4 separate regions of the Mus musculus genome follow, and regions 1, 2 and 4 are each linked to region 3. The links are chromatin contacts, called in public capture Hi-C and promoter capture Hi-C maps. All regions are on one chromosome and are shown on one strand. Each heading gives the region's core, a stretch centred on a gene start, on an enhancer-like site or on the middle of the called end of the contact. The rest is flanking DNA. Distances are from core to core; before and after follow the strand shown.

Region 1 (5,832 bases), core at 871-3,370, 1.9 Mb before region 3:
TATAAAACGTGCAGAAATGAGTGGTGCCAAGTTTCAGATCTTAAAAGCATCTCAGCAGAAACAAAACAAACAGAGCCGACAAAGTTGTGAGAGACAAATAGGAAATGGGTTATTCCAGATTAAGGACAAGACCTGGCAAAGAGTGTGACCTTGAGATGAAGCCTTGAACTGGACAAACAGACCCAAGGGTGTTTTTGGAGACTGTTCTGACGTTCAAATGGGCTCATAATACCTATGTGAAGGTAAGGATACAGGTCAAACGCACAGGAATGAAGCATGTCCTGCTGTTGTTGATGGCCCTGGCTGAGGATGCCTTGAATTCCCCATCATCTTGGGTTACAGGCCTGTGTAGCCCATGCTGGGGACAAAACCCGGGCTTTTGTGCCTGTGAGACAAGTGCTCTGCCAACGGAACAACATCCCCAGCCCAGGAGGGAGGAGTGCAGGGCTGGCTATTTATTTTCACGAAGCTGAACAGCAACAGTGAGCAGAGCTGTAGCATCAGTCGATGTACAGACAGAGGCCGTATGCCGGAGAGACAGACTGCCGGAGAGACAGACTGCCCGGAACTGCGGGGATGCCTTTGGATGAAAGATTTAGTGGGGCTGGCTCAACTACTCACTTCCCCAGCGCTTTGTGGGGCAAGATTCTCAACTCAGATATTTACAAGTCATCTAAACAAGGAGTCGCCACAGACCCCAGCCCTGGATCCCACGCCCAACACTTGTTACTATCACAATGACAAGCAACATTTAATTCCGGCAAGCAGCCTCCCATTTAGCAACTGTTTCATGGCTCTTTTGTATCTACCATTCTATCACATTTTGAAAGAATAGGAGGGGACAGAAAAGCAACGACTGTGAGCTTCACTTTCCTTGTGATCTCTCCTCCTTCTCCCCAAGCCCCCGCATACAGTATGGGTGTGTGAAACCCAAAAGTTGATGTCACAATGTCCTTCTCCATCACCCACCCACTTTATTTGTGTGTGTGTGTGTGTGTGTGTGTGTGTGTGTGTGTGTGTGTGTGTGTGGAGTTGGAGTTGCTTGTCTTAGGGATGCTGGCCAGAGAACTACAGGGACCTTGCTGTCACCTCCTTGCCGTCTCTGGGGTTACAGGTACACGCTTTCATGCCTGTTTTTTTTGTTTGTTTTTGTTTTTTGTTTTTTGTTTTTTTATGTGGGTACTGGGTACTGAATTCAGGTCCTTATGCCTGTATTGCAAGTACCATCGTCACATCTCAGGCTCCAGTGCCCTTCTTGGGTTAGCAGTGTGCCATGCTATACATATGCTATAGGACCGTCTCTTGGTTCCTGGCCCAGACTTGCAGTTTGTACCAGAGTTCCAGTCCCCAGCGCCCAAAGGAACACGAAGGCAGTTCATGGGTGTCCTTATTGGAGTTAGCAAGAGTAGAGCCAAGGTCTAAGCTCTCTCTATTCAAGAGAAGTGAGTGCCCCAAGCCAGTCAGAATCCTTGAGAGCCACACTAAGCACCTTCAGGATGCAGAGAAAGAGAGAATGTTTAAGAAGTTTGCTGAGTGGTGAAGAGACACACAGTGGGGGCTTGGGCTGTCTGCCTCCTGCCGATTTCACCCCATCATTTCCAGTCATCTTGAAACCAACAACTGGTAAAGAGCAAAGCTTTCTCATTCCAAACCTGCCTGCCACTAATAACCTACCCTTCGTGTTCATTAGAGACCCAAAGATAAAAACAGTTGAGTCAACTGTTGCTCTCATGCACTCAGCCCCAATCAGTCACTCACCTTGGGCGCACCCTCTCTGATGCTGGTGCCTCTCATGGCTGTGATGTGAGCAGGGTCCTCGGAGTTCTGCCGCTGATATATCTGGTTCCAGGGACCAATGATGCAATATCACTGCATGCTGCTGGCTGGTTCCCAGGAGCTGGATTCTATGGAACTGTTTGCCAACACATGGAAACAGTCGAGATGATTCTTTCAAGTAAAGAGAGTCAAATGAAAGGAACGGGGGAGGCGGGGCCAGAGCTTCAGGCCACACCCACGCCTCCATGCCTGCTGTCCCACTTCATGGTAAGTGGAGGCTGACACTCCTTTGCTGTGTGAAACCACAAAAGAAGAAGAAGGAGAAAAAAAAAAAAAAAAAAAAACCCACCCTTCTGCTTTACAAGGTGAAGTTCCTACTTTGAGCAGCCCAGCGTAGGATCACACCGCATTCTTGTCCCTTGAAGACTAATGGAACAATTCCCACCCAGCGAGGCAACACATTTCCATGATGAAGCAAAGCTGCTGGACTTCCGCTGAGGGTCAGCATGTCTTCCTTCCTGTCCCCTGCGGTGTGACAGCTGGGGTAACAGGAGTAAACTGCCCTGCTCTGAACCCCACGTTTTCTACACCTTCACTCCAATTCTCCGTGGTTATATTTTAGCGGGCGCTGCTGAGAGCACCAGATACTGCCCCACACTTGGCTCTTTGTGTCAAGCGAGTGCTCTGAACTCATGAAGTGGAGTCCTCACGACTTCCCAAGTTTAAAGTTTCCCTCAACTCAGACCCAATATCCAGAGAGGAGCCACGGAGTACAAAAAAAAAAAAACCAAAAAACAAACAAAACCAAAACCAAAAACAAACAAACAAACAAACAACCCCAAAAAAACCAAACAAACAAATAAGAAAACAAAACAAAAACCCAAAACTAGCTTAGGCTTCATTTCATTTCAGCATAAGGGTCCCCTCTTCTAAGCAGCTCCTCCCAGCTCCCCTGGGATTCGATCTGTAGACCAGGCTGGCCTTAAACTCACCAAGACCCACCTATTTTTGCCTCCCAGGTGTGAGATTTAAAAAGCATGCCATAGCCAGACCACGGTGGCACTCTCCTTTGATACCAGCACTCCCAGAAAGCAGAGGCTGGCTAATCTCAGTGAGTTTAATGATAGCCTGACTTACAAAGTAAGTTTGGGGCCAGCCCCGAACTCAAAGTGGAAAAAAAAAGTAAATTTAAAAAAATTGAACCAGTGAGATGGTTCAGTGGGTGAAGCTGTCAGCTGCTAAGCTGAAAACTTGTTGGAGTTATTGGAATTACACGGTGGGAGAAGAGGACTCCTGCAAGCTGTCTTTCTGACCTCTGCATGCATACTGCCACTCGTGTGCATACTTCCCTCCCCAGATAAAATAAATGCAATCAAAACAAGCAAACAGATAGAATGCTGTCTCTATTTTAAATGGTCTTTAAGGAACCAGTGATCAGCAATCTGCAGGCGACAGTAGCGAAAGGGGGTGACAATGACTAGACAGGATGAACAGGCTCTAGACAAATGTAGAACCGGGCATGCTCCCACCCCCACATCTACAGTGCTGAGACAGGAGAACAGCTGCGACTTTAAGGCTGTTCTGGGCCACCTCAGAGTTCTAGGCCAGTCTGGACTACGGTGTGAATCTGTCTTAGCAAATAGAAGTAGCTGTCAGCCACATGCTCCCTGCCAAAGTCCACAGGGAAGAAGTAGTAATTTCCAGAAGGCTTTTCACAAGAGAGACACATTCTGAAAAGGGTGGGGTGCGTCAGATCAGAGGCAGTGCGAGCTCCATTTTAGGAAACGCTGTAGCTGCAGAGAGGAGTTGTGAATCATAAGAGCTTCAGCCCACTGCTCTGCACAGGGACAGATCAGAAGGCGTGCTCTCGCTCACCGAGCCAGGCATCCCTGGTAGCAGGCCACTCTCCATCAGTCATCCAGTTTTTAAAAAAACGTGTGTGGTGTTTTGCCCATATGTCTGTAAATGTGCAGGCAATGTCCACAGATGCCTGACGAAGGCGTCAGAGTCTCTGGAACTGCAGTTACAGACGGTGTTGAGCATCTTTTCAGCTGCTATGCCACTGACCTTAAGTCCAGATATTTACTGAAGTGATCCCCTCATGCCTGCTTCCTTCCTTCTTTCCTCCTTCCTTCCTTCTTTCTTCCCTTTCTTTATTTCTTATTTCTTGTTTTTGTTTTTTTTTTTTTCTTTCTTTGAGACAGAGTTTCTGTGTGTAATATTACTGGCTGACCTGAAACTCACTTTGTAGACCAGGTTAGACTCACTTGCAGAGATCCTCCTGCCTCTGCCTCCGGAGTGCTGGAACTAAAGGTGTGCACCACCACTCCCAGCAGCCCTTCCTTTGTTTTGAAATAGAGTCTCATGTAGCCCAGGCTGGCCTCACATTTTCTATGTAGCTAAGGATGGCCTTGAACTTCTGATCCTTCGGCCTTCACCTCCCAAGTGTTGAGATTATAGGCACCATACCCATGTATGTGGTGCTGGGTGTCAAACCAAGGACCTGGAGCATGGCAAGCAAGCACTCTGCCAACTGACCTATAGCCCAAGCACTCTGCCAACTGACCTATAGCCCAAGCCTCTGCCAACTGACCTATAGCCCAAGCCTCTGCCAACTGACCCATAGCCCAAGCACTCTGCCAACTGACCTATAGCCCAAGCACTCTGCCAACTGACCTATAGCCCAAGCCTCTGCCAATGTTGATGCTTTAAATAAGGCAGAACTCAACAAAAAAGCATTTGTTACTTATACTAATTTCTAAAGGCAAAAATGGATGTGGGGATCTGAGAAAATTCCTGAGAGTGAATAACATCCCTAACAAACACATATCCAGAAAACTACCAAAACCCAAGGTCCATGCCCAAATGCCATCACTTATTAGGGAAACAGGAGGAAGAGATCAGAGGTGAGTGTTTGGTCAGATGTCATCCGAGTGAATGCAAGAGTGACCGGGCACACATCTTCATGGTCATGCACGGCCTCCACAGAACTCACCTGAAGTTGCTTCCTTAAACCCGTTCTGCATGTGAGCCTGTAAGCCACCGAGGATTTCCCGGCACTCAAAATGCACACAATACTCGGAAATCATTTTTTAAAAAGATTCTATATTTATATAAGTGTGTGTACGGGGTGTGTGTGCTCAAAATACATTATGTGAATATGCATGAAACTGTCGAAGAAATAAGACTTCAATATCAGAAGCCCAGCTCTCCACACTACTAGAGCAATGCTCTCTAGCCACAGAACTCTTGATTTTGCTCCTTTCGTCCCCTGCCCCCGCCCCCATCTCCGCCCCCTTTCTTGTGGTGGTGTTTGTTTTAACACCTGGAAAAGCTGTGAAACCAGGACAGAGAGGAGCTTGTGGGTAACCAGTGACCTCAAACCCCCAGGTCCCGCTGTGGGTTCACAGTGATGGGGCAGCCAGTCCTCCCTGCCAGGGTCTCCCATGCTCTCTGCAATGCTCAGCAGAGAGGAGGATAGTGGTGGCAGGCTGTGTCCTGTTGGCTGACATTTGTACCATGTGACGGGCTGCCACACACTGAAGCTGGGACTCCAGCGCATTATGGTTTGGTTAGGGCCACAGGGCCAGGTCTAGGCTTACCTACCAGTCACCTGGGACTGGGCCAGCCTTCAGGCTTGGTGTGCCATGTGGCAGCTGTTTCTCTGAGCATCAAGCGCAGTCTCAAAAAGTAGCTGGACTGTGATAGGTGCTTTACTTACGAGGAACTGAATTCATCCGGGGAAATAGATGACAAAGGGGTCCCCTGGAGCTTCTGTTAGGACACATCTGTATGGAAGTGCAAACACTGGCTGGATGTGACCACCTTGCTAATGTGACATCACATTTTCAGGTGTAATGGTGGTGCTGATTGATGGTGCTTAGACCCTGTCTGTCTGTGTACACACACACACACACACACACACACACACACACACACACATACACACACACACACATCTATCTATACCAATCTGTCTATCTATCTACCTATCTATCTGCATCTGAGATCTTACTTCAGTCTTTCGGGAAATATGTGGATGTTTGAGTCAATCAA
Region 2 (5,356 bases), core at 2,207-4,706, 1.8 Mb before region 3:
TATTTATTTTATGGGTTTGGGTGTTTATCTGCACGTATGTATATCTATGTACCAGAGGCCTCAGATTCCCCTGAAACTGGAGTTACAGAGAGTTGTGAGCTGTCCTGTGGGTGATGGGAATTGAACCCCATGTCCTCTATAAGAGCAGACAGTGCTCTGAATCACAGGATCATCTCTCCAGCCTCCTCCCCTCTCTAAAACAAACAAATGTCTGGCCCTAATGTTTGCTCCTCTAGCCTGGTAGAAGCTACTGTTTATTTTCTGGCTGGAAGTCTGGCTGCCTTTCTATTCTCCCTTCTGGGCCAGAAGGCCTTTTGCCAAACCTGAGAGTATGAGACAAAGGGGGCCTCAGCAGACAGCTGTGGCTGTTCTGGGGCACGGAGACTGGGCCATAACTGAGATTGCCTGGGCCAAGTGTCAATGGGCTTTTGACTGACATTGGCCTAATGGAGGTGCGGGCACTGGGATGGTCTGCAGATTGTCTTATCAGCTTGGCCACCCCATCTGCAGCCCAGGGGAGGAGAGAATTACTTATCAGAAGGGACCAGAGCCCCTGTGAGCTTTTTAGTAGGGGAGTGCTTGTCTCAGGGAGGGGGGAGTGGTAAGGGCTGGCCAATAAAAGAAAGCCGAGGCAGCTTTTCTTCCTGTCCCCCAGAACCAGAACATCTAGAAAAGTCTCTCCTGTAGGGAATGACCATTCTGGCAAGACATGAAGGACCATGCATTTTTCTTCCAAGTCCTAGAGGGATTTAAAGAAGCTGAAGCAAAGGGATTCATGAGAGTGGCTGGCAAGCAATGGGGCACCGGTAGATACTCTTTCCCCACGAAGTACTGCTGTTTGCCACCTGCAAGGGCTCTGGACTTCCCTGACACACTGACACACTGACCTCAAAGTGCTCAGGCGGGGATGCATCTCAGTGGTAGAGCGTCTAGCACATGCAATACTCTCATTTCCTAGCACAGTATCAACCCAGCTTGGCGGTGTAAGCCTATAGTCCTTTGGAGGTGGAGGCAGGAGGATCAGAAGTTCAAGCCTATTGAGTTGAAGGCCAGCCTGGCTGGAATACAGGAGACCTTGTCTCAAAACAACCAGAGGAAGCCATATTAGAAAAAGAAGGTTGATTGAGTTGATCACGCTGTGTGGTAACACTTGCTCCCATCCATTTGATAAGTACCGTATGTGTTGACTTTGTACTGGGCCGTGTTCTGAGTGCCATGAAAATCTTAGTTTAGTGCAATCCTCACAATATCCCCATGAACAGAAGAGGATCTGCAAAGTCCGGGGTGTGTGTGTGTGTGTGTGTGTGTGTGTGTGTGTGTGTGAGCACATAGCCAGAGGCAGCACAGCCCAATCCCAGACCCAGCACTGTGCCTGTCAGAGTGTTCCAGAGCAGGGACATTGCAACAAACCAGACGGACAGACCTCTAAGAAGACTCTGACTTTAGGGAGCAGAGAACAAACAGTGAAACCTAGGGAGGAGACACACCAAGACAAGCAAGGAGTGAGTCAGGAGGGATGCTGCTCATTAGATAAGGGACGCCAGCCAGCAAGCCACTTGCATACGAACTCCTCCCCCTCCCCCCCCCAGGGTCACAAGTGGCCTCCACTCACTTGGTCTATGTGACCCTGAACCCTGAGCTCTGAAAGGGCTCCTTGTGTGGCGTATCTCCCCATCTCTGGCACAGTGCAGTCCTTGCTGTAGGCAAGAGGTTGACATGTCACTCAAGACACTTGATTTACTATCTAGAACATTTGGAGACCCCAGCTGGCCTCCCAGTGAAGGCAGGCAGGTTGGAGGTGGAGTGGGAATGCCGGACTGAGTCCCAGGGCAGGTCCCTCCCCCACAGTTGGCTTCTTGAGGAGTATCCTTTTTGAAGTACAAGCTCAGCTCCTGGGCTCTGGAGGCCCTGGGCGGTGTGACACGGATGACAGAAATCACTGGTGTCAGCCATGATGTACCAGATGCCAGCTAGCATGCTGTCGCCTATCACATTCACCCTCTGGGAAATGACTTAGTAACATCTCATTTTACAGACATGGAAAAGGGATAGCGTTTGATCAAAGTGATTGACTTAGCAAGCAGAGACATGGATCCTATGAGCCTGAGACCAGACTTATCCTTGCTGTAAACACACCTGTCAAGGCAGAGTGTGTGTTTAAGGTTAGGGTTAGGGTTAGGGTTAGGCTACCAACAGGGCTGATGTGGCAGAACAAGGTGAGAGGTTGTACCAGATCGTGAAGGCAGCTAAGATCTGAGCGCTAGAGAAGAGACAGTATAGGGCGGGGGGGCACACTACTGGTAGTCAGGGAAGACTTTCTGGAGGAGAGGGAAGCTATGCGGTGCCCTGAAGCACGGTACGCTGTGAGTATCCTGACTTGTGCTCAGGAGCAGAGCTGAGGCCAGTGTCCTGTCTGTCAGGCAGGAGAGAGGGGAAGGAAGTCCTTCCATCATTGTGCTCGGCACTCAAGGAAAGCGACCAATCCCTAACTGAAAAGCCACGGGAGCAGACAGTACTCAGAACTGCCCGATTCATGGCAGTGATCTTTCTTTCAGACTCCCCCAGACCTCGACGCTTCCGATCTACTACTTCTGAACTCCTGCTTTTTTTTTTTTTTTTTTTTTTTTTTGAGACCTACTTGAGATATGCTGCTGTCTGAATGGAAGCTGGTTTTCACTCTGAGCACTCAGGGCAAGTAACCACAACAAAACGGGATGGACTGCCTGCTCTGAGCCTGCTCTTCCAGCTAGATAAAAGGGTGGCGCAAGGAGCACAGGGAAGCGGTAGATGTACCGGCGGCACCGGCGATGCCGCCTCCTGGGCCCAGTGCCCAGGCCTCAACTGAACTTCAAAAGGAACAAGTCCAGGGGCCGGACTGGAAGTTCATATAGAATTCAGGCCCCTTGCGATCGGCTCGGTAACGCCACTGTTCTGGCTTTCGAAACTGGGGCTCGGCGGGCGACTCCATGACCTTGGGCAGCGCACCATTCCACTCCTAGCCTCAGTTTCTCCGGCTGCTAACTGAAAGAGATTTTTCTCGGATTCTAGGAATCTGAGAACTCAGGGACCCCGGAGGTGACCCGTTTCGGTCAGGTGCAATGTAAAAATTGTCCATTGGGGCTGGCCCTGGCACGGCGCTCCGGCCACTTGGGGATCAGGGTCCGAGTGGCTGTGGGGAGTCTTACCTGGCGGCTGAGACAGTCCCCGCGGGCCGTGCGCAGCAGTCGGGCGTCCGGAACCGGATGGGACAAGGCTAAGGCCCAGAGCGGTGGAGCACAGGAGGTGGCGGTTCCCAGGAGCCAAGGGGCCAGGGGCCGCAGCCGGGTGCTCACTCTTCCTGCCGGGCCAAGCAGCGTCAACAGCCCGGCCATGGCGCGCCGCGAGCGCAGCTCCAGTGTGCCCACTCGGGAATCAGCTCCAACACAGCGCGGTGGGCGGGGCCGAGACCGGGGCCTCGAGCTCCACCCCCCGACAGGCCCCGCCCCAACACCTTTAGGGCCCGCCCCCGGAGCGGAGCTGAGCGTGGGATAGGCGGGGCTCTATAGCGGAGCGCAGGTTTTGGGCTCCACCCAACAGCTCCGCCCTCCGCAGAAGCAGCCTATCCATGAGTGGGTGGGGCATCTGGAGACGCTCGCTCTCTTTTGTTCCCGCCCCTCAGCCCCGCTTCCTTGGCTAAGTTCCGCCTCCTGAAGCGGAGTGGGCGGGGCTGGGGACCTGCCAAGTCTATCAGCCTAGTTCTCAGGACCTCAGGCCAGTTCTTTGTGGAATGCATTTTCTCAGAACTTTCCAGGATTTTGAGTTTCCGGACTGTGGAGCGCGGCTGGCGGCTGTTTCAAGCGAGGGCTAATGCATTCTTTGTTTTTCCTCTCAGCCGAATGGGTGAAACCTGGAAGACTGATGCTTACGTGAATGCTTTAAAGAAGAAAGGAACTATAGAGGTTAACTCTCACTTGAAGAAGCCCTCTAAATGAGCCTACTATATCGCGGCTGTGAACATGAAAGCAGCCACTGTGGAGAAAAGTTTTGTACTTTCACAGATAGTTAAAAGTACACAAACCAGGTTGGTCAGCAACTCCGCTCCCATAGTGTCTCAAGAGAAGCAAAGACTCACATTTCTGTCGGACTAAAATCTGACAAGAGGGCACTCTCTCTTACCTGGTGACTATGCACTGCCTGGGGACTTGGGCCCACAGGAAGGCGTTGCTGGCATTAGATGTGGCCCCTCTACCTTGGACCTCTAGGCCCATGAGCCAAAATTAACCCTTCTGTTCTTATAACTTAAAGAAATAATAGTAAACTGTTATCTTGACATGGTGGTGCAGATCTGTAACTCAAGCACCCAGGAGGCTGAGACAGAAGGATTAAGAGTTCAAGGCCAGCCTCGACCCCAGGAGAACCTGTCCTACACACATGCTCAGAAGACAGCAATACTCATAGCAGGGCAGTCCAGATATCTGTCAGCTGGAGAATGGAACTTCCATCTGTGGATCACTTGCTATCCAAGCTGAGTTCCACCCTGGGGCCCAGGCAAGGTGGGGGTGGGGGCTGGGAGGTGGGGGGAGAGAGCCACAGTCTCCACAAAGTGCTCCTCTGGCCTGTACACATGCTCCCTCCCATGCAATAATAATAAAAAAATTTTTTTAAAGTAAGGCGTGAACACCTTCATCCTAGGGACAAGTCTCAGGACTGCTTTGCCAAATGGAAAATTCCAGCCACAAACACAACATGCAGGAGGATTTCATCTTCAGAGAATGCAAAGTTCACAGGCAAAATTCTGGACCCCCCCCCCCAAAAAGGTCAGCGGCTATCTAGGATTGTGAGTGGGATTTGGGCGGGGATTCAAGGAGCAGGGGGCTGACAGGGCAGTGAGGGTCACCACAATAAGCAAAGCTCACTTTTATGCAGAGCAATCATACTTCAGTGAAACAATGCCAGCGGTCCCCAGGACAGGCACCGTGGCCCAGCCTATAACTACAGTATTTGGGAAGTAGAGGCAGGAGCTCCAGACCAGCCCCCAAGCTCAGTCTCCTTGACCCAAAAGAATAAAATGTATAAAGCTAACATTCTCAAGATGTGCTGGCTGGATTCCAGCTTGGCAGAGCTCTCAGAGTCAGAAACCACGCTGGTTATGCCTGAGCTCTGTTTGTGGTAGTCCGGTACCAGTGTCTGAAGGAGGCAGACTGATCCTGTGTGGACTGCTTCTGCTCAGGGTGTTCAAGCTATAAAGATGAGTTAAAGGTATAGTCCTAAGCCGGGCGTGGTGGCGCATGCCTTTAATCCCAGCACTTGGGAGGCAGAGGCAGGTGGATCTCTGAGTTCGAGGCCAGCCTGGTCTACAAAGTGAGTTCTAGGTCAG
Region 3 (5,361 bases), core at 85-2,584:
AAGAGACTACATGAACTTATAGTGCATGCCGTATACACGACAGTGCATATTAACATTGATCTAGTGGATTTCATATAAATTATTGCATATATGCAGTTTTTGTTTGTTTGTTAGCACGACCTCTTAGGGGAAATTCGAGACGACAGTATTGGAGCACAAATCACAAATTTGCAAAAGCCTTTCCAGAAGCAGACAGGTGTTTACGGAAGACTTTGCTATTGCTTGGGTCACAGTAACCTTCGGTCAGGTGACTGGAAAGCCGAGGAGGAAAGTCTCTGCCTCCTGCCTGGTTGCTGGCGCTTGGCATTGGAACAGCAGGAAACAATATGAGTCACTTTAAATCAGTGAAGACCAATTTCCTTTCCAGAATTAGGAAAGTGAGCTCTAATCTATCCAGATACAAAAGCAAGGGTGCATCTGTGGCTAACTCTGCCTGCTTTAGGGAGAAAGTGGGGGCGCTTAGGAATCGGTGGGTGCCTCTGCTCTGCGAAGGGTGGGCGGTGTGCAAGAAGGAAAGGCTTAAGGGGACATTGGGAAGCACTCCAAAGGAACCAAGCCATGCCCTCAAGGCACTCCACAGTCTCCCGCAGAACTAAAGCCACTAGCATCCTTTGTTGAGGACATACACCTGTGTACGTGCATTCATTTATTCGGTTCCCTAACAACCCAACCCGAAGCATCGAGGAATCTGGTAAGGAAATTCTGCAAATCGCATTGGGCTTTCTTGCCTAGCTTAAGACCCTGGGTAAGAAAATTATCTCCGCCCCCCCCCCCCCCCCACTTGTTGGTATATCCTAGTAAGTTTCAAATCCTCTCTTCCTTCAGAGGCTCAAAAAGGCAACATTCATCCAAAGGAAGTCCAGCTCAGGCTACGAAAACTTGTCTCCCGGGATGTTGGGAGGCAGGCTCGCTCTCCACTCTCTTGGCAAGCGCGGGCGGTCTTCCGCACTGTCCTCAGGAACCTTGCCCGCCCTGAGTGGCGATTGTGCAAGCGCAGCCTTGGGCTCCTGCAAGGCCGGCTGCAACCTGCAGGAGGAGGGAGAGGAGGCGTGCTCGCAGCGCACCCGCTGAACCCTGGGCTCGACTCGCCTTTCTCAGGTTATCTCCGGGGTGGAGTCCACCACGGTGCGTCCGCCGGGCCAGCAGCGTGTCGGTCACCCGAGGCCCCGGCGCCCTCACTCACCTCGCTGACTCCATCCTCTTTCCACACCCGCCCCCCGCGTCCCTCCCATCCTTGCCAGTCGGTCCCCCTCCGCCCTTATTCAGCGTGCTCATTGGCCACCTCCAGCATGCCCTGTTCCCATAAATACGAGGTCCCTAAGCCCGGGAGCTCGGGGAGGCACAAGGAGGTACATCAGACCTGGCGGCATCCCTTCGACCCTCCTTGACCCCTCGTGGCTTTAGACCTTAGAAGTCAAATTTGCAAAGCCACAGAGTACTCGGGCCAAACCCCGGCCGCTCTTCCCCAGCCACTGTGGCCAGCTCAGGGCAGGGACCTGCGCCCTAAACAACTGCACCTTGCAGCATCCCTGGGCATCTGCCTCTTCCAAGTCCATCCTGTTGTACAGTATTTTACCACACCCGCGGCTTCTGTTTGCCTCTCTTCCCCAAATCGCCAAAACTTCAGAACCCAACAGCACTTCCGAAATACCTTACCCATTTCAGTCCCTACTGCTCCTCGAGTGTCACGGGTCGCCTGCTACTATGAGCTGCCCCATTGACAAAAGGCGCCCCCTGATCGCTTTCCTGCGCCGGCTGCGGGACCTCGGGCAACCCCCAAGGTCCGTGACATCCAAGGCGCACGTGAAGCGTGCGCCAAAAGAGGTGCCCCTCTGCCCGCTGATGACCGACGGTGAGACTCGGAACGTCACCTCCTTACCTGGACCCACCAACTGGCCACTGCTGGGCAGCCTACTGGAGATTTTTTGGAAAGGTGGCCTGAAGAAACAGCACGACACACTGGTAAATAGTTTGTTTCCTAATCACCTATTGTCCCCTGTTCCCTATTCCTTCCGGTCGGGGTGGCAGGGGGAGCTCAGGTCAGCAGCTCGAGGCAGAAGCGCCCGGGGCACCTGAGGATGCGCGCTGATGGCATTTGGCCCGCCCCGCTGCAGGCAGAGTACCACAAGAAGTATGGCCAGATTTTCCGGATGAAGCTGGGCTCCTTCGACTCGGTGCATCTGGGCTCGCCGAGCCTGCTGGAAGCTCTGTACCGCACAGAGAGCGCGCATCCCCAGCGGCTAGAGATCAAACCCTGGAAAGCCTATCGGGACCATCGCAACGAAGCCTACGGGCTGATGATCCTGTGAGTCAGTCCCCTCTGCTGGACGGAGACGATGGGAGGCTGGACGTGCGGGACAGTGGGGAAGGGGAGTCGTTAGAGTTCCCTGGGACGTATGGACAACGAATATAAAGCCCCTGCTCTACCTAGAGCTGGTGCCATCCTGAAATTGTGCTGTAGAGAGTGGGTTCCCCTCACAAGCTATTCAGTGAAGGGATGCACACATGCTGCCTCCCCCAACAGGACACATCAAAAGCACCATGCCCGCTTTATTTGGGCTTCACCTTCCAGGTGTCGTCTTGGGCAAGACTTAACCCTAACGTCAAACCAAATATTTTAACGTTGTTTGACAATTTTATACGTGTTTATAATGTATTTCCGGTCGCATTCATCACTCAGTGCCCTCTCTGATACTCCCACCCACTCCTATTGAGATTCTCCCTTGTCCCAACAATTCTCTCTCCTATTTTCATGTTGTTTTTATTTTGTGTTTATAACTCCCTGAGTTTGCTCGCATGACCATAGGTGGGGGTCATTTAGAGCACAGACATCTTGTCAGAGCCTACACCACTGAGGAAAATAACTACCATAAACTATCAGCTCACGGAGAGACACAGTGAGCCTCTTTCGGGTCAGTGATGGCTGATGGCGGCCGCGAATATTCATTGAGAGCTAAGATTCCTGAGACTTTTCCAGGCGATCTTCAGGGTTAGTTTTTGCGCTCCCCGAATCACTGCGCAGCCTCTTTCGTGGTGCTCTAAGCATACCCCTTCTCTGCAGGGAAGGACAGGAGTGGCAGCGGGTCCGCAGCGCCTTCCAAAAGAAACTCATGAAGCCCGTGGAAATCATGAAGCTGGACAAGAAAATCAATGAGGTTTGTGCACTGGGGCCAGCTTTCCTGCGGCTCTCTGCGACAGAGAGCTGTTAACCGGGGGACTTTGGGTCACAGCTCTAAATACAAAGGGAAAAGAATTGTGGATCATGGGTGGTTGAAGGGAGATGCTGTCTCTCTCCGCCTTTCATTCCTTCCTCTTCCCGCAAACTCATCTGCTCCAAATCCTAAAGTAATCCCACCGAGGGAACAGTTACAAGCTTCCTGGGCAGTTCCAAGGCTTCCACCAGCTAGCAGTGAGACCGGGCTGTGTTATTTAACTTCTCGAAGCCGATTTCCCAGTCTTTAGAGCCCCTAGTCTACAGTACTGAATGTGATGCCTGCTTCTAAGAGCCCTAGGCGGCAACACTTGAGGCGGGGACAGGGGTGGCAGGAGCGGGGAGGCTTTGCATTTGTAATAGGAATACAGTGGTAAAGAATCTGGGCGCGGGGTGGGGGATGGGGGCATGTTCCTGTAGAGACCGGTCTTCTGAAAACGTAGAGGAATAAAATGGCATGATGTGTCCAGAGATTTTGTACTCCGTGCTGATGTATGATTCTAAAAAGATTCTGGACCTTACCCGCCCCACCCCCCATCCCCACCATCCCCCTATGCCTGCTTTTCTAGTAAAGTGACAGATTCAGAGTACTTTCAAAGTGCATTACATAAGCAAACTAAACATGCTCCTCTGTTACCTGCCGGCTTTATGAGCCTACATCACACACACATACACACACACACACACACACACACACACACATGCGCACACACGTGCACACACTCACACACACATATACACAAAACAATTGCCAGGGACACTCTTTTTTTTTTTTTTTTTTTTTTTTTTTTTTGGTCTTTCGAGACAGGGTTTCTCTGTGTAGCCCTGGCTGTCCTGGAACTCACTCTGTAGACCAGGCTGGCCTCAAACTCAGAAATCCGCCTGCCTCTGCCTCCCAAGTGCCGGGATTAAATAAAACACACCTGCAACTGCAGTTTCAGTGGCTGCAGGAAGAGCTTAGGGAACAGCACAGGACAGGCCTGGGGGAAGACATCACCACCAAGAGCAGAAACGCCCTCAGAAGAACTCCCTGACCTGGAGGCTTCTCTCTCCCTCCTGTGATGCAGACGTGCCTTTCTTACTGCTTTCTTTAAGGTCTTGGCTGATTTTATGGGGCAAATCGATGAGCTGCGTGATGAGAGAGGCCGCATCCAAGACTTGTACAGCGAGCTGAACAAATGGTCCTTTGAAAGTAAGTTCTTGTTCACTTACGCTACAGGAGATCGGGGGCGGGCGGGGGGGGGGGGGCTAAGGCTCTGGTCTCCATAATGATAGATTATCACCAATCGAGACAAGGCCACACAAACTGGTTTTAGTTATAACTTATACTATAGGTTGTTGGTGAAGTCATTCAACAAATACTTCTGAAGCAAATGTTATGTGCTAGACACTATTGGGTACCAGAGACACAGCAAGGAACAAAATAGACAGCCTCTTTGCCCTCACAAAACTACAATTCTAACGTGACAAATACTGGTAAGGACATTTACAGGGGTAAGAAGGAGCAGAGACATGGGCCTCGGTGAGAGACTCCTCTCTGCTAAGATGAGTGTCAGATTATAAGGGCAGGAACGAGAAACTTAGATAGGTCTCTGCAGATGAGTGTTCCAGAAAATGGAGCCCAGAGTGAAGGCCCCCAACAGGCAGAAGTGGAAACACCAGGCCTCTGTTGTTAGCGTGTTGGCTTGAAGCAAGACAACAGCAGCTGCCCCCAGCTCTGTTGCCTCTGTATTCTACCAGAGACCACAGGGAAACGAGAAGAGAAAAAGAGCTTACTCTGAAGCCTTCTTGTCAAGAAAGCAAAGGGCTCATGGGGCATACACACACACACACACACACACACATACACCAGTGGAGAAACAGCCTGCCTGCAAACCTGAGGACCTGGGTTCAAACCTCACACAAAGCTAGACACGGCAACACAGGTCTGTAGTCCTAGTGCTCCTATGACAAGATGTGAGGTAGAGAGAGGAGAGTCCTGGGATGCTCACAGGTGGGCTAGCCTGGTGTATGACATCACAGTCCAGGTGGAAGCTAGCATAGGGGACACGGGTATTATGTAATTCAAATTTTCTCTGTGCAAAAACGTTTTAAAGACTAAGGAACCTTATTTGAAAATAGGTTGATCCTAAACAACATTATTAAATAAA
Region 4 (5,291 bases), core at 2,734-5,233, 1.8 Mb before region 3:
GGGCCCTACTTTGAGACAAAACAGCACCGCTTACTGAGGGTCAAGTGTCTAAACCTATGAGCTGTGGCAGGCGTTTCACACTCGACCCACGACAAGGCTGAGAGGGGACGAGGGCTGCACAGCTTGAGGTAGAATCTCCTTGTGTGTGTTTATCAGCTGAGTTACCCCAGAAACCTCCTTAACCTGAATTTCAGACATCTGTAGCATGTAGCTAGCCACAGCATCTGTCTTGTAGGGTGGCAAGGGTGCACGCAGTAAATGCCTATAGAGCTCTTTCTCAGCTCCTGGCACGGGCCAGCGCTCTGAAGACTTGCACCAGGCGTGTCTGAAAGTCTTCCAAGCCCGCTCTACTAAAAGTGAGGTCCTCTGACCAGCGGCCAAATCCCGGGGGGGCGGGGGGGGGGAGAGTCAGACACAGCAGCATCTTATTTCAGAATCCCATTCAGACCTACAGAGGCAGAGCGTACACTTGAGAAAGAAGCTGGGTGGTTCTTGGAGGGTGCTCTTGTCTGATGAACCCCCAGGAACGGATGCTCACAGTAAGAAGTGGGTCCAGTTTGACTGTGGGAATCTGTTGACAGCAACTTGTTGGTGCTAAAAGACATCAGCATCAGGACACAGGACACACCACACTGGGCTCTCGGGGAGTCCTCACAGTCCTTCAGGTCCCTGGGACTGCATGTGTTCACATCCAAAGTGACACCACTTACAGATTTGCTGACAGGCAACGATGAGACAATGTGACAAGCAATGTGAAAACAGGAAAAGTGATTTCTCTCCGTCTTGTTTTCTCAGAGCAAGGTCATTGCGATTCCTATGGATGTTCCCGTGGTTATGATTTTCCATTTTCTGTATTTGCTTTCTGAGTAGCTACCCACAGTTCCTTTTATTTAGTGTTTTATTGAAACCATGAGGACTGGCAGTGGCTGAGGAGCCAGAAGCCTGGTAATTTGGAAAACTAAATGGGAGAGTTTTGTGGTTTGGCTAAAAAAAAAAAAAAGCATTAGCAAACACTGCTTTCTTACCCATATTACTTTTAAGGTTGATTTATCTTTATTTTATGTATGTGGGTTCTTTGTCTGAATGGATGTCTGTGCACCACGTGCATGCAGTGCCCTCAGAGGCCAGAAACGAACGTCAGACCTGGAACTAGAGTTACAAATGGTTCTGAGCCACGATGTGGGCTCTGGGAATGGAACCCCAGCCTTCTGCCAAGATCAGCCAACGCTCTTAACCACCGACCCACCTCCCCTGCCCTCAACACTCTTTTAATACCATCTGCATGGATCCTGTGCTGTGTCTGTTTGTGGGATGCACAGGGTGACTCCGGGGGCGCACCACAATCTCACACGTGTTTTATGGTCACTGAAACCAAAGCCTTTATTATCTCCCAAGCATCACGATTAAAGCAAGAGAGAAATGATGTCTGTATCATGCTAGCAGGAGAAACTCAAGCACGGTCCCTCCACCTCATGTATTCAAGAGCAGGAGAACACAGACCGAGGGAGATATCACGAGCTGAAGTTGTCTAGGGCAAGAAGGGATCTGGCTGTTGCCAGCAGCACACAGCGGTGTTATACAGCAAGCCTGTATGTGCATCTTCTTGCCCCGCAGTGGTGGGAGTGACTGCTTTACTTGACAGGGTTACAGAAGTTGCCGACAGGGTCATTTGACTTTAACACGGCATCTAGCAAAAGAAGCAACAGCCAAGACAGCCTCTCTTATAAATGATGTTAAAATAACCATTTGATAGACAACGCACTTACCAGGAGCCGGAAAGGAGCTTGGGAGTAAGTAAGGAGAGAACAAGGAGGCAGACCCAGCTGCTCAAATGATCACCAACGGCAGCAAGGCAGTTTCTAGTGAAACGCACACCTTCCTGCCTGCACTTTCTTCGCGTTTGAAAGGCAGAGACGAAACAGTAGAAGACCATCGTTTTGTTTGTTTGTTTGCTTGCTTGCTTTGTTCTTTAAAGAGTAACATCTACCTTGCAGTGGCCAGGATCCTAGGACCTCTCACTGACTAGAGCGCTTTGATGTATTAGGTTTGAAGCTTAGATTTTAACGAACAAAACTCCAACAATAATAACAACCATGACAACGGCACAGGGAGAAGGGGGTCATGTCTCTGTGCAGGGGTTCGGGGAGGCTGGCACAGATGTAAGTTCTGGAAGGGAGCAGCAAATATCACATTGTTTTCAGGGCTTCACTCAATCTCCCACAGAATATGTGCAAAGCTCTCCCGGTAGTGGTCAGGAGGTGGCCGCTGTGAGCCAGGATGCTTGCCGGAAGTCTAAGCACTCTTTCTGCTCACGAGAGCCCTCCGGTCTGGTTGGCTTGAAGCACAGTTACTGGTACAAAGCCAATAAGCAGGCAGGGGCCACAAACCCTGGGTGCCTAGCAATGAACACAGATGACACTCAGGGCTGCTTTGCCTGATTCTTCCAGGCTATGTGCTAGATCAAACTGACTTACCCACACACAGATCCTCACAGACAGCCCATCCTACGCCGTGTCCCGTCTGCAAAGGGCCACGAGCTTACAGACGAAGCCAAGCACAGTTCCAGCTCCTAACACCCTTTTACGTCCCGTCTGAGCGTTGTTTTTGTCTCTTGGCTGGATGTGGAACACCTCCACGGGCATCCTAGCCCAAGTTCATGCTGTTGCAGCCGCAGAGAATCTCCTTGAACGTGTTGCGCAGCTCCAGGCTGCGGAAGGCGTAGATGAGGGGGTCGATGACGGAGTTGCACATGATGAGAACCAGGTAGGTGTTGAAATGGGCCGTGTAGCAGATGCAGTAGGGATTGGTGGGGCAGGTGATGATGAGGACCAGGTGGAGGAAGAAAGGCGCCCAGCAGAAGATGAAAACACCCAGCAGGATAGTGATGGTGACAGCCCCCTTCATGCAGGAGTGCTGCTGTGGGGCCACCACGCCAGCAGGGGGCAGCACTGCGATGCGCTGGACGTGGAGCCTGGCGAAGAGGAACATGTGGATATATAGGGTGCCCATGAGGAGCACCATGGCGAAGAACATGGTGATGAGACACACGATGACCATCTTGCTCTCGGAGTAGATGATGAACATCACGCCGCAGATGCCGCAGCAGACCCAGATGACCCCGATCAAGGTGAGGGCTTTCCTCACTGTCATGATGCTGTGGTACCGAAGGGCATAGAAGATGGTGACGTACCTGTCGATGGCAATGGCCAGGAGGTTGCAGATGGAGGCCACCAGGGAGATGCAAATCATAGAGTCGAAGATATTATCCATGTGCTGGATAAACTGGTCCTCCAAGGTCAGGGAGTCGCTGTTGATCACGGCGATCATGATGGTCTCCAGGGAGTTGGACAGGCTCACCAGCATGTCGGCTGCAGCCAGGCTGCACAGGAAGAAGTACATGGGAGAGTGCAGGTTGCCATTCCTGACCACAGCCAGGATCACCAGGATGTTTTCCATCAGACTGACGATGCCCAGAGCCAGGAAGACCTCCGGCTTGATGAAGACCTGCTCACAGAACCCACTGCCGCTCCGGTTGCTGGCAGGAGGGGCTGCAGGGTGCTCAGAGAGGTTAGGCAGCATCGGAGAAACAGAAGACAGGCAGCAGGAAGAGTTCATGGTTAACAGCAGGTCCAGTCCCAGCTGCGGCTCCTGCAGGGTCCTGAGCAAGCTGCTGGGGAAAATTCTCCTTCTAGGTGCTTCTCTTGTGGATGCTGTCCAGTCTAGACTTTAGTTTCTCCAGAGAGGGAGAGATAGATAGATAGATAGATAGATAGATAGATAGAGAGGGAGTGGGGCTTGGAGACATAGAAAGAACTTTCCTTTGCGGTCTCCAGCAATCAGTGCAGAGTCTGATCAGCCTGCCTCATCCCCTCTAGCTCTGACCCTCTCTCTCCAGTCTTCTCTCATCCCCACCCGACACCCGTTGCTACAGTTACAGCTCTACTTCTAGCGAGCCAGGGGTTGTGGGACTTGACGCTAGATGTGAGAAGAGAGAGCACTCGGGTTTTATGCATCGGAACTCCTACTTCATCTCCAGTGCAGCAAAATGACCACTGAGCAGCTGGCACTGTCTGACTGACAGCAGGTCGGGGCTCCGGGTTCCACCGGGGAGATGAGGAAGCAGATTGGCGCCCCCTGCAGTCCGGACTGCTCACCTGCGCTCGTGTAGGAGTAGTTCGGACCTGCCCGGTAAAGAGAGATCAGCATTCATTCTGCTGCTGGCCGTTTGTGGGTTGGTATGGGTCAGGTCTGCACTGGGTGTAAGAAATACAGAAGGAAACAAGAGAAGCGCTGGCCCAGCCCTTCCCCCGACCCCCGCCACCGCCAACCAGCGTCTAGGATGGAGGAAGAGAAATCAGAGAATTGTGCTCACACATTGACAATATTGCAGCTGTCACCCAGGAACTCCATAGAGAAGCAAGTAACACAGTCACGAGAATTACACCAATTTTTGTTTATTTCCAAGAACACATAAAAATGAAACCTGCACTAATAGTTCATTAAACGTGCAATTTAATAAGTCTAAGACACAATATGCATGCCTTCATTTAAAAATAGTTTATTATTAAAGTATGTCAACTGCTCCTGGCCCTTCGGGGAGTCTCAACCTTTTTTGCTATGGGAGGAGAGTGTTTGGCTCCAATGTTGATGGCTCTTGATTGGTCAGGGCATGATTTCTGGAGGCTGAGGTGGTCATTGCTACTTTCTAAATTACATCAGCATCTGGACCTGGTAGAGATGTAGGCTGGTCTGAGCAGAAGTTTCCTGTTTGTGTCAAGTTGGGATGTGACAGATTCATGGCCAAACTATCTTGGGCTATTTTATTTTCTGCAGACAGGGTATCACCTATGCCAGGCTGGCTTTGAACTCACTATGAAGCCAAGGATAAGGTTAAACTTCTGATCCTCCTGCCTTTGTGTGCCGACTGCAGGGATTGCAGGCACATCACCCCGCCTGGCTTCTGAGGTGCTGGGGATTGAACCCAAGGCTACATGCATGCTAGGTAGGCACTCTACCAACCGAGCCACATCTCCCAGCTATCTTTGGCTATATTTAGACCATATAATAGCCATCCTGTGTGTGATGTAATATTATATTGTGGGTATCACCTACTACGGGAGACCTTTGGGAATGTAATAAATTTGCAGATCACCAATTCCCACCCACCCCACCTCACGACACAGCATCAGAAACCCAGAGCAAGAAGTCCCCAGCTTTGCTGTAACCTGCCTACATGCTATGCCCACTAATATACTTGAAAGATACCATGATTTATTACTTTCTTTTGTTTT

Evidence for each region. Promoter capture Hi-C pulls out the DNA fragments that hold promoters and counts their contacts. Capture Hi-C pulls out chosen DNA fragments and counts their contacts.
Region 1: a promoter capture Hi-C map of embryonic stem cells shows a contact between it and region 3, with 8 times the contacts expected there. The contact joins the promoter of Cass4 here to the promoter of Cyp24a1 in region 3. A contact is called at or near these places in 5 of 39 promoter capture datasets (the HPC-7 cell line, cranial neural crest, embryonic stem cells and 2 more).
Region 2: a contact with region 3 is called in a promoter capture Hi-C map of embryonic stem cells, with 10 times the contacts expected there. The contact joins the promoter of Fam210b here to the promoter of Cyp24a1 in region 3. A contact is called at or near these places in 3 of 39 promoter capture datasets (cranial neural crest, embryonic stem cells and hippocampal neurons), 1 of 15 datasets of contacts at CTCF or cohesin (the NIH/3T3 cell line), 1 of 484 Hi-C or Micro-C datasets (the G1E-ER4 cell line), 1 of 115 datasets of contacts at active chromatin or transcription factors (embryonic midbrain) and 1 of 9 other capture datasets (embryonic stem cells).
Region 4: a capture Hi-C map of embryonic stem cells shows a contact between it and region 3, with 7 times the contacts expected there. The contact joins the promoter of Mc3r here to the promoter of Cyp24a1 in region 3. A contact is called at or near these places in 6 of 39 promoter capture datasets (the 3T3-L1 cell line, cranial neural crest, frontonasal cranial neural crest and 2 more), 2 of 115 datasets of contacts at active chromatin or transcription factors (astrocytes and embryonic forebrain) and 1 of 9 other capture datasets (embryonic stem cells).

Annotation. Positions count from the first base shown.
Region 1 is chr2:172,389,932-172,395,763 of GRCm38.p6, reverse strand. It overlaps Cass4 (Cas scaffolding protein family member 4), which reads right to left and starts at 2,120. Exons shown (of 7, transcript NM_001080820.3): 1 at 1,759-2,120. The coding sequence starts at 1,794.
Region 2 is chr2:172,343,677-172,349,032 of GRCm38.p6, reverse strand. It overlaps Fam210b (family with sequence similarity 210, member B), which reads right to left and starts at 3,456. Exons shown (of 3, transcript NM_025912.4): 1 at 3,186-3,456. The coding sequence starts at 3,371.
Region 3 is chr2:170,493,118-170,498,478 of GRCm38.p6, reverse strand. It overlaps Cyp24a1 (cytochrome P450, family 24, subfamily a, polypeptide 1), which reads left to right and starts at 1,334. Exons shown (of 12, transcript NM_009996.4): 1 at 1,334-1,962; 2 at 2,115-2,305; 3 at 3,062-3,155; 4 at 4,307-4,403. The coding sequence starts at 1,705. It also overlaps a transcript of Pfdn4 not described here.
Region 4 is chr2:172,247,184-172,252,474 of GRCm38.p6, reverse strand. Mc3r (melanocortin 3 receptor) reads right to left here and starts at 3,983. Exons shown (of 1, transcript NM_008561.3): 1 at 1,361-3,983. The coding sequence starts at 3,615. The coding sequence ends at 2,644.